2 separate regions of the Macaca mulatta genome follow, and region 2 is linked to region 1. A link is a contact called in public Hi-C data. All regions are on one chromosome and are shown on one strand. Each heading gives the region's core, a stretch centred on a gene start, on an enhancer-like site or on the middle of the called end of the contact. The rest is flanking DNA. Distances are from core to core; before and after follow the strand shown.

Region 1 (4,515 bases), core at 1,058-3,557:
GGGCGTGGTGGCGGGCGTCTGTAGTCCCAGCTACTCGGGAGGCTGAGGCAGGAGAATGGCGTGAACCCGGGAGGCGGAGCTTGCAGTGAGCCGAGAGCCGAGATCGCACCACTGCTCTCCAGCCTGGGCCGCAGAGCGAGACTCCGTCTCAAAAAAAGAAAGAAAAAAAAAAACAAAAACAAACAAACAAACAAAAAAACAATTCTTAGGCTGTCAGTGATACTAACATTTTACTTCAGGCTTCAGTCTTTATCTGGTACAGAACAGAAGTTACACATTTGGAGGTACAGGGGAGCCAGAGATCACCTGTAACCCCCCTTTACCTCCTATGTGGTCTCTTCGGCTGGATCTAGAAACCAAATTGATAACAGCAGATTGACAGGAGAAAAGCATGTTTTTTTTTTTTTTTTTTTTAATGGAGACAGGGTCTTACTCTGTCACCCAGGCTGAAGTCCAGTGGCACAATCAGCCTCCTAGGTAGCCAAGACAAAGGCATACCACCATGCCTGGCTTGTATTTTTTATAGAGACGGTTTCACCATGTTGCCCAGGCTGATCTCAAACTCCCAGGCTCAAGTGATCTGGCCAAAGTAAGATGCTTTTGTAATTTTTAGACAAAGAACAATAAATTTGAGAAGAAATAAGGCAAAATCGGGCTAGGGATAGTAAATTTCTAGGGAAGTCACTAGGAGATATATGGGGGTGGGGGGCGTAAAACTAGTGGAAGATAAGGGTTACTTCCTTAAGTTTATTTATTCAGTTCCACTGTAGCCCTGTTTCCAGTCTCCGGTGATAAAGGCTATTTTCTTGCCCTAGTATGGGGAGGGTGCCCCTCCCACAGGAATCTTTATGACTTGCTACATGCAAGAAGAGACAGGTCAGCTATCCTTTTCTGAAACTACAATTTCTCCAATGTTTTCACCTCAAAATAAACAATATACCTATCAGACATATTCTGAGATGGCACATCACTCCTTCAGGGGTATTGCACACACATGCTAGAAAGTGAGGGGTTAAGTGTCCCCGTGTTCTTTTTCAGATATGTGGTTTCAGAGAGAGCAAGAAGGCTGAGGAGGATGAGGAGGGCGGGGTGAGGCTCTCTCCCCAGGCTGATGCTCTCCTTTCCCTTGTCTTAGTACAAGCAAATGCTAGTGAATGCTTTCACGGAGCAAATTCTGCCTCACTTCTCCACGGAGGGCCCCCAACGTCTACTGCCGGTTCTGGACAGAATCTACCCAGTGACCGAAATCCAGGAGGCCCATAAGTACATGGAGACCAACAAAAACCTAGGCAAGATCGTCCTGGAACTGCCCCAGTGAAGGAGGAGTGGGCAAGACAGGACGCGGCCACCTCAGGCCTTTCTAGAGCAAACCTGGAGAAGATTCACAATAAACAGGCAAGAAACCCGGTGCTTCCTCCAGAGCCGTTTAAAGTTGGTCTAAGGAAATAAAGAGTGGACTGGAAGGGTGGCACGCGGACTGCGGCCGCCGCGGCGGGGTTGGGGAGGGAGTCCGGCGGGCGTCGCAGCGGGGATTTCAGAGGCCCGATCAGCTGAGGCTCCACCTGAGCGCCCCTCCAAGGTCGGAGGTTCTGGGTATAGTTACAGCGTCAGCCGTGACACAAGCCGCCAGAACCCCGCAGACTCCGCCTTGAGCACGGCTAGAGGCTCAGGCCCACCATCGCGTCTCCCGCACCTGCCCGCGCGCCCCGCACGGGCACCACAGCAGGCCCTGGCCCTACCGGCTACTCACCTGGGCCCCACCCCACCTCTCGCCGCCCTCCTCAGCCCCCACCACCTCCCGCTACACATCTGGGCTCCGCTGCACCTCCACCACCCTCCTCAGGCCCCGACCACTTCCCCTACTCACCTGGGCCGCACCCCACCTCTCACCGCCCTCCTCAGGCCCCGCCCCCTCCCGCTACTCACTTGGGTCCCGCCCCAGCTCATCTCGCTCCTCAGGCCCCGCTTCCTCCCCGATACTCACTTGGGCCCAGCTCCAGCTCTCAGCACCCTCCTCAGGCCCCGCCCCCTCCCGCTACTCACTTGGGCCCCTCCCTATTTGTCATAACCCTCCTCAACCCCCGCCTCCTTCGCTCCCCAATTACTCACCTGGGCCCCGCCCCAGCTCACCGCCCTCCTCAGGCCCCGCCCCCTCCGCCCGGCTCCCTTTGGTCAGGGAGGGCCTCCCCTACCGGAACATCCCGCCTTTTGGAGGCTACGCCCCGCCCTTTACGCTACAGAGCCCGGAAGTGTCTTGAACTCGCGTTTCCATCTTCCGGCCTCGCGTCTCTCTCAGGCTCGGTTTTACCCGGGAGTGTATTGGAAGGGGGCTGCTACGTCAGCGCGTCTCGGCGTGAGACAGCGCTATTCCGCTGTAACAGCTTCCGGCGGGTCCTGGATGTTGATGTCCTGCGTCTAACGCGGTGTAACGCCTGAAACCGAGCGAGCTCCGGAGGGGTCCGGAGGAATTTCAGTATCTGCTACGGTAACCTTATCAGCCCGCCAAGATGGCGATGCAAGCGGCCAAGAGGGCGAACGTGAGTACCGGGTGTTCTGCAGAGGTTGGGAGAACTTCGGGTTTGCCTTTATTAGCCCGTGGATCGGAGCATTCTTGCCCCTCCTCCGTCCCCAGAGCGGAGAACTCCAGAATTCCTATCCTGTCAGCGAAGACACTATCCTGGCCCCATCCTCGGAGATATGCTCCTTGAGCGACATTTCTGCCCCCACCCCTTTTGAGAGTTCCTCAGTCTCTAACCTAGTGTCAGTCATAGTGTTACCCCTGTAGCCTCTTTGCTTGACCTGCACCTAAGGACCTGGCGTTAGGATTATCTCCTTGGCTTAAACTCGATAGCGCAGAAGAGTTCTCAACTAACTTAATGGTTCACCAACAATTGGGGCCTGGGATTCCCCTCAGATCATGGAGCTTTTCGGATCCTTCATTAATATATTAATTAAAACAATATTTTTTGAGCACCTACTATGTATTCTGCTTGCCATGTGGGACATAATTCATCAGTTATATTTATTGAACAGCTACTATGTGGCAGACACTAGTCTTACGTATTGGGAATACAGCCGTGAATAAAACAAGTCCTTCTGCTTACATTCTAGTGTTTGAGAGTGCAGTGTTATGGAAACTTTAAAAAAAAACTCAAAAGAGAGATTAGTCAACTGTAAAACGCTTAGAGGTATAAGATGAAGGTAGGCCATGCGAGGTGGCTCATGCCTGTAATCCCTGCACTTTGGGAGGCTGAGGTGGGAGGATTGCTTGAGCCCAGGAATTCAAGGCTGCCTTGAGCCATGATTGTACGACTGCACAGCACTTCAGCCAAGAGACAGAACAAGACCCTGACTCAAAAAAAAAATTTAAAAAAAAGAAAAAAGAAAAGACAGACAATTGACCATTGGATATGTAAATGGAGACTTTTGGTGACCTTGATGATAGGAATCATTTCAGTGGATGAAAGCTTGATTGCAGTGGGGTGAAAAGATGGTGAAAGTTGAGAAAATGGAAACAGCAAAGACACTGTCTGTGAGTTCTCATGTAAATAGGAAGTAGGGAAATTGGATGATAGTTGACTTTTTTTTTTGAGAGAGAGACTCTCACTCTGTCGCCCAGTCTGGAGTGCAGTGGTGCAGTCTTGGCTCACTGCAACCTCTGTCTCCTGAGTTCAAGCAATTCTCCTGCCTCAGCCTCCTGAGTAACTGGGATTACAGGTACCCACTGCCACACCCGGCTAATTTTTGTATTTTTAGTAGAGACAGGATTTCTCCATGTTGGACGGGCTGGTCTCGAACTCCTGACCTCAAGTGATCCACCTGCCTTGGCCTCCCAAAATGCTGGGATTACAGGCATGAGCCACTGCACCCAGCCAGATAGTTGACTTTTTAAAAGATGTGTGATATAGGCGTGTTTTTATGCCAATGGGAGCAATCCAGCACGGTGTAAGAAACATGATATGGAAGAAAGATAGGTTAAGTCCAGAAGTGGAGGTTTTTAGTAGATGAAGGTTGGCGTAGTAATAGAGGAAAAGTAGTTGGATATAGATGAAAAGTATTTACCAGTTGGTCATGTCTATTTTCTCCAGGAAGCAAGAATCAGGGTCATCTCCTGGGATGGGCAGGGAAGAGGCTACAGCCCAACTCAGGTGTTAGCAGGAGTGATGGTGGTAAGGTTTGCGAAGGCCTACAGGTACCTACCACCGTGCCTGGCTAATTTTTAAAATTTTATGGGGGTCTCACTATGTTGTCCAGGCTGGTCTCAAACTCCTGGGCTCAAGTGATCCTCCCACTTTGGCCTCCCAAAGTGCTGGGATTATAGGCATGAGCCACTGCACCCAGCCTCTTGTTGCTTTTTCAAAGATCTTCCCATTTTCAGAAACATCAAATTATACCTCTTATTCTTGGCTTATTATTATGTATCATTAAGAATTTTTTTAAATGGTAGCACTTCTGCCCCTAATTATAATAACAATACATATTTCTCATTTTAGATTCGACTTCCACCTGAAGTAA
Region 2 (4,515 bases), core at 821-3,320, 150 kb after region 1:
ATCCTGGGCTCAAGTGATTGATGGCGCCTCAGCCTCAGGAGTGGCTGGGACCACAGGCACCACACCCAGTAGTCTCAGCGACTGGGGAGGCTGAGGCAGGGGGATCGCTTGAGCCTGGGAGGTCGAGGCTGTAGTGAGCTGAGGTTGTGCCACTGTACTCTAGCCTGGGTGACAGAGCGAGACTCTGTCTCTCTCTCTTTTTGGTAGAGAGAGGATCTCACTATGTTGCCCAGGCTGGTCTCAAGCCATCCTCCCACCTTGGCCTCTAAGTGCTGAGAATACAGGTGCGAGTTACAGTGCCTGGCCGAAACCAGTCTCTTTCCACAGGAATTGATACTTGTTTATTCTGCTCATGGATGTGATGGCTACCTGACCCAGGAAAATCCAGGTATGGTTCCATTATGAGGAATCCACACCCATTAAGATGCCAGCTCTAAGTGGCAGGTGAAGTATCCAGGAGAGGATGTGGCATGCAAATTGTGTCAGAAGGATTTATCTATTCTGGAATCCATACTGGTTCCCAAACAGAAAAAAACATTCTCATTCCCAGTGTCGTACAGTTTTTTGGAATGACTGGGAGCTTAGATGGCCAGAATGCTCTAAGTTTGATGCCATTTGGTCATTTTCAGGACGTTTCTTGAGTCTTCAATTTTTCTTAGTTTAATAAAGAGTTTAATAAACTTCTGCCCAATAACCAGTAGGCTATGTCTAATGTACTGTGAATTTTTTTTTTTTTTTTTTTTTTTTGAGACGGAGTCTCATTCTGTCACCCAGGCTGGAGTGCAGTGGCACGATCTCGGCTCACTGCAACCTCTGCCTCCGGAGTTCAAGCGATTCTCCTGCCTCAGCCTCCTAAGTAGTTGGGATTACAGGCATGTGGCACCACACCTGGCTAATTTTTTGTATTTTTTAGTACATGGGGTTTCACCATGTTGGTCAGGTTGGTCTCGAACTCCTGACCTCAAGTGATCCACCTGCCTCGGCCTCCCAAAGTGCTGGGATTACAGGCCTCAGCCACTGCTCCCGACCTGTATTGTGAATTTTTGAAATGAACCTAATTCCTACTTTACAGCAAAGTTTTTTCTCTCCTTCCTTTCTTTTTCCTTCCTTCCGTTTCTTCCTTTTCTTTCTTTCTTTTTTTTTTTTTTTTGAGACAGGGTCTGGCTCTATCGTTCAGGCTGGAGCGCAGTGGCGTCATTTCGGCTCACTGCAACCTCCGTCTTCTGGGTTCAAGTGATTCTCATGCCTCAGCTTCCCGAGCAGCTGGGATTACTGGTGCCCGCCACAACACCCGTCTATTTTTTTGTATTTTTAGTAGAGACAGGGTTTCACCATGTTGGTCAGGTTGGCCTCGAACTCCTGACCTCAGGTGATCCACCCACCCCGGCCTCCCAAAGTGCTGGGATTACAGGCGTGAGCCGCCGCACCCGGCCTGCAGCAGAGCTTTTCATATGAATTGTGTGGCTTAATTTTTTTTTTCTTTGGAAGTTAAATTGCAAATGTTATATCTTTGGGCTCAGCTTTTTGAATGCTAATTCTTCAGCGGGCCAGGGGCAGGGGGCGGTGATAGAGGCGGCTCTTAGAGGGAACTCATTCTTTGACTCCGCCTTAGATCTGGCTAAGAGGATAGAAAACGACCCTGCCTCGCTTTGTTTAAAGACGCAGGGTTCTAGCGTGGTGTTTCGCGCCCCCCACCCTTTTCGTCTTAAGCTTACCACGTTCCAGATACCGCCCAGATCAATTTTTTATCACAGCTGTCATTCTCATTTTTACAGGCATGAAAAGTGCGACTCAAGTTCAGTGTCTTGCCTCGGGTAGCTCGGGGATTCCCAGTCAGCTCCTCGCGACTTCGTCGCCGCTCCCCTTCCACCCCGCGCCTTCGCCGGCCGTCCCCTGCTCCATCCAGGCCACGGGGGAGACGGTGGGGTCTGGGGCCGTCCAGGCCTGGCTGGGCACGAGAGCTTCTGGCCCAAGTCCACGCCCGAACTCGTCCTGATCAGTCTGGCTTTTCTGGTCCCCCCAGCTTTGCGGTAGCGGAGACCTGGAAACCATCGAGCTGACAGCCCAGAGCGTCGCTCCCCGGCCGCCGAGCGCTGACGCCGCGCCGGGGGCGGGGCAGCTGGAGGCCGCGGGGAGAGGAGAGAGCTGCCGGGAAGGGCTGGCTGGCCTCGCAGCGCCCCGCCGCGGCTGCGGCCGGAAGCGGTCTCGTTGGCCCTGCGGCGCTGGAGCCCTGACGCACGGAGCTCGAGAGCGAGAACGGGAGAGAAAGGGGTAGAAATGGCGGCTCCGCTCAGCTCCCGCTGAGGAGGGCGAAGCCGGCGGAGTGTCTGTGCTGCCGCCTGCAGCACCGCCCCCGCTTCCCGCTCGCCGCTTGCTCACGCCGACTTCCCTTCCTCTGCCCGGCTCTCTCTTGTGCTCGTCTGCGCTCTGCACGCTCCGGACCGGCTCGTCTCTCACTGCCCGGCTCGGCTCCGCTGGCCCTGACTGACCGGCCGGCGGGCCGGCCTTGCTCGGCTCTCCCGGGCGCGGCGTGGACTCCGTCCCCCTGGCTGGACCATGGTGAACACCCGGAAGAGCTCTCTCCGCCTTCTCGGGTCCAAGTCTCCTGGTCCCGGGCCTGGGCCTGGGGCCGGAGCAGAGCCTGGGGCGACCGGAGGCAGCAGCCATTTCATCTCCTCTCGGACCCGCTCCTCCAAGACCCGCGCCGCCAGCTGCCCCGCCGCCAAGGCCGGGGGAAGCGGTGGCGCCGGCGTCACTCTGGATGAGGCCAGGGTAAGAGCGCGGCGTCCCGAGTCCGGAGGCTCGGAAGTGCCGGCCCGGCTGCCGAGGCTTTGTCTGGCCGGGTTGGGGGCAGGAAGCCTCCAGTGGAGACTGCTCGGGCGGCTGGAGACAGGGTCTGCGGGCGCGGTGGAGGGTGGCACCCAGGAGAAGGGCCGCGACGCTGTCCCCTTTGCTTTTCAAGCTGGCCCGGCTCTTTTGTGTAAAGAACAGCCCATGAGTCCAGGGGAGAGGGCTTTGGGGGTCCCTTTCGGGGTCATTCGAACGATCTGCTGTCCTTGTCCTTGTCCTGCCCCAGAGGGGAATTCTAGCGGGGAAGCAAGAGCGAAGGGCCAGAACCCCTGGGTGGAAGGGTTGGAGAAGTGAAAGTTTTCTGCGGTGTCAAACCCTTCTTGAAAGTGTGTCAGTTCCTGCCGCTGTCTAACTCCAGCTTACTCTCAGTTTGGGGGTGGTTCAAGTTGGTGAGGAAGTGAACAGAGAGCTCCAGTTGGCAGCCAGGCAGGGATGCTGAAAAAAGTTTGTAGCTGCTCTGACACCAACTTTAAAAACAAAATCAACGCTATCGCCTCTCCAGGCAGGAGAGATCAAACATGATATTATGGCTGGGGAACCAGCCAGCTAGCTCACCAAGGTGCTAGTAGGAACCAGAGCTTTCAGGTCACAGAAGGAGCACGTCGAAAGAAACAAGTGGAATGTTTCGGATAGTCAGCACTATCGTGCCAAAACTGTGTGGTTTCTTGGGTGTCTACATTTTCGTTATGGGACTATATTACAAAAGTTGAATGAACACCAGTGTTGTCATGCAGTTGCAAAAATGACATTTGAAGACCCTGGTGATTGAATTAAAAAAATGATTGAAAGATCTTGAAATTTTATTACCTACAGTATAAAGCTAAGCACAGATATTTATTGCTTTAAAAAGGAATTGACACGTTTATTTTACTATGAAATTGTTTCTGAATTCAGAGAAGAGTGTATTGCTTCTGTCTGAAAGAGACTGACTTGCTAAGTAATTTGGCTGGAAAATGCTGTTCATTTAAAATGCTTCTTTAATTCCATACCATTTTGTGGTTCTTACTGGGGGGAAGCAATATTTTATGTTCTAGGGGTCTACAAGATCGCGGTTTGTGTGTGCTTTTTCTCTTTGTGTCTTAAACTGTTTTGACACTAACAACGGATCTAGGCAGAGACAACAGGAATATTTTACGATACTACTCTGAAATATTTTTATTATATCTTTGAAAATCGTCTTAGCTTTTATTTGATAAAATTTTGGGCATTATAACTGTCCTATGTAATAGACTATTTTGGGGGCTTACGAATCTCTTAGGTTGAAATAAGGTTAAATCTGAAAGTTGTGCAAACTATTGAGAATAAGTACTTTGAAGACGAGGCTTTCGGTAGAAACTATTCCAAACATGTTCCAGCTTCTTGACCTACTGAGGCTATCACATATTTTAAAATAAAACTCAATTTAAGAAAATATCTTTTCTCTACATTTAAGGACAAAGAAAATATTTAGGGTGTAAGCATTTAATTGTATCATGCTATGTGAGTGCCTAGTCTATTAGAGCAGTGTCTAACTCATCTGCAGCAATTAGCTCATCTTCACTCATCAGTTTGTGGTCCCATTTTTGAATTCATGGCTATCATGCTGTCCTTACCCCCTGAGGAATAAGGTGAGGTAATTTGTCAAGCAGCTGTTATAGAAATGTTAAAAGGCTAGGAATCAATAAT

The links. A called contact is a pair of places that touch in the nucleus more often than the background predicts.
Region 2: a contact with region 1 is called in a Hi-C map of liver, with 2.2 times the contacts expected there. The contact joins the promoter of UBXN2A here to the promoter of SF3B6 in region 1. A contact is called at or near these places in 2 of 14 Hi-C or Micro-C datasets (fetal cortex germinal zone and liver).

The regions. Positions count from the first base shown.
Region 1 is chr13:100,964,561-100,969,075 of T2T-MMU8v2.0, forward strand. It overlaps SF3B6 (splicing factor 3b subunit 6), which reads left to right and starts at 2,308. Exons shown (of 4, transcript NM_001260884.1): 1 at 2,308-2,537; 2 at 4,494-4,515. The coding sequence starts at 2,508. TP53I3 (tumor protein p53 inducible protein 3) reads left to right here. Exons shown (of 5, transcript NM_001266424.1): 5 at 1,136-1,418. The coding sequence ends at 1,318.
Region 2 is chr13:101,114,055-101,118,569 of T2T-MMU8v2.0, forward strand. It overlaps UBXN2A (UBX domain protein 2A), which reads right to left and starts at 2,071. Exons shown (of 7, transcript XM_015111809.3): 1 at 1,716-2,071. It overlaps ATAD2B (ATPase family AAA domain containing 2B), which reads left to right and starts at 2,253. Exons shown (of 28, transcript XM_077960076.1): 1 at 2,253-2,772. The coding sequence starts at 2,557.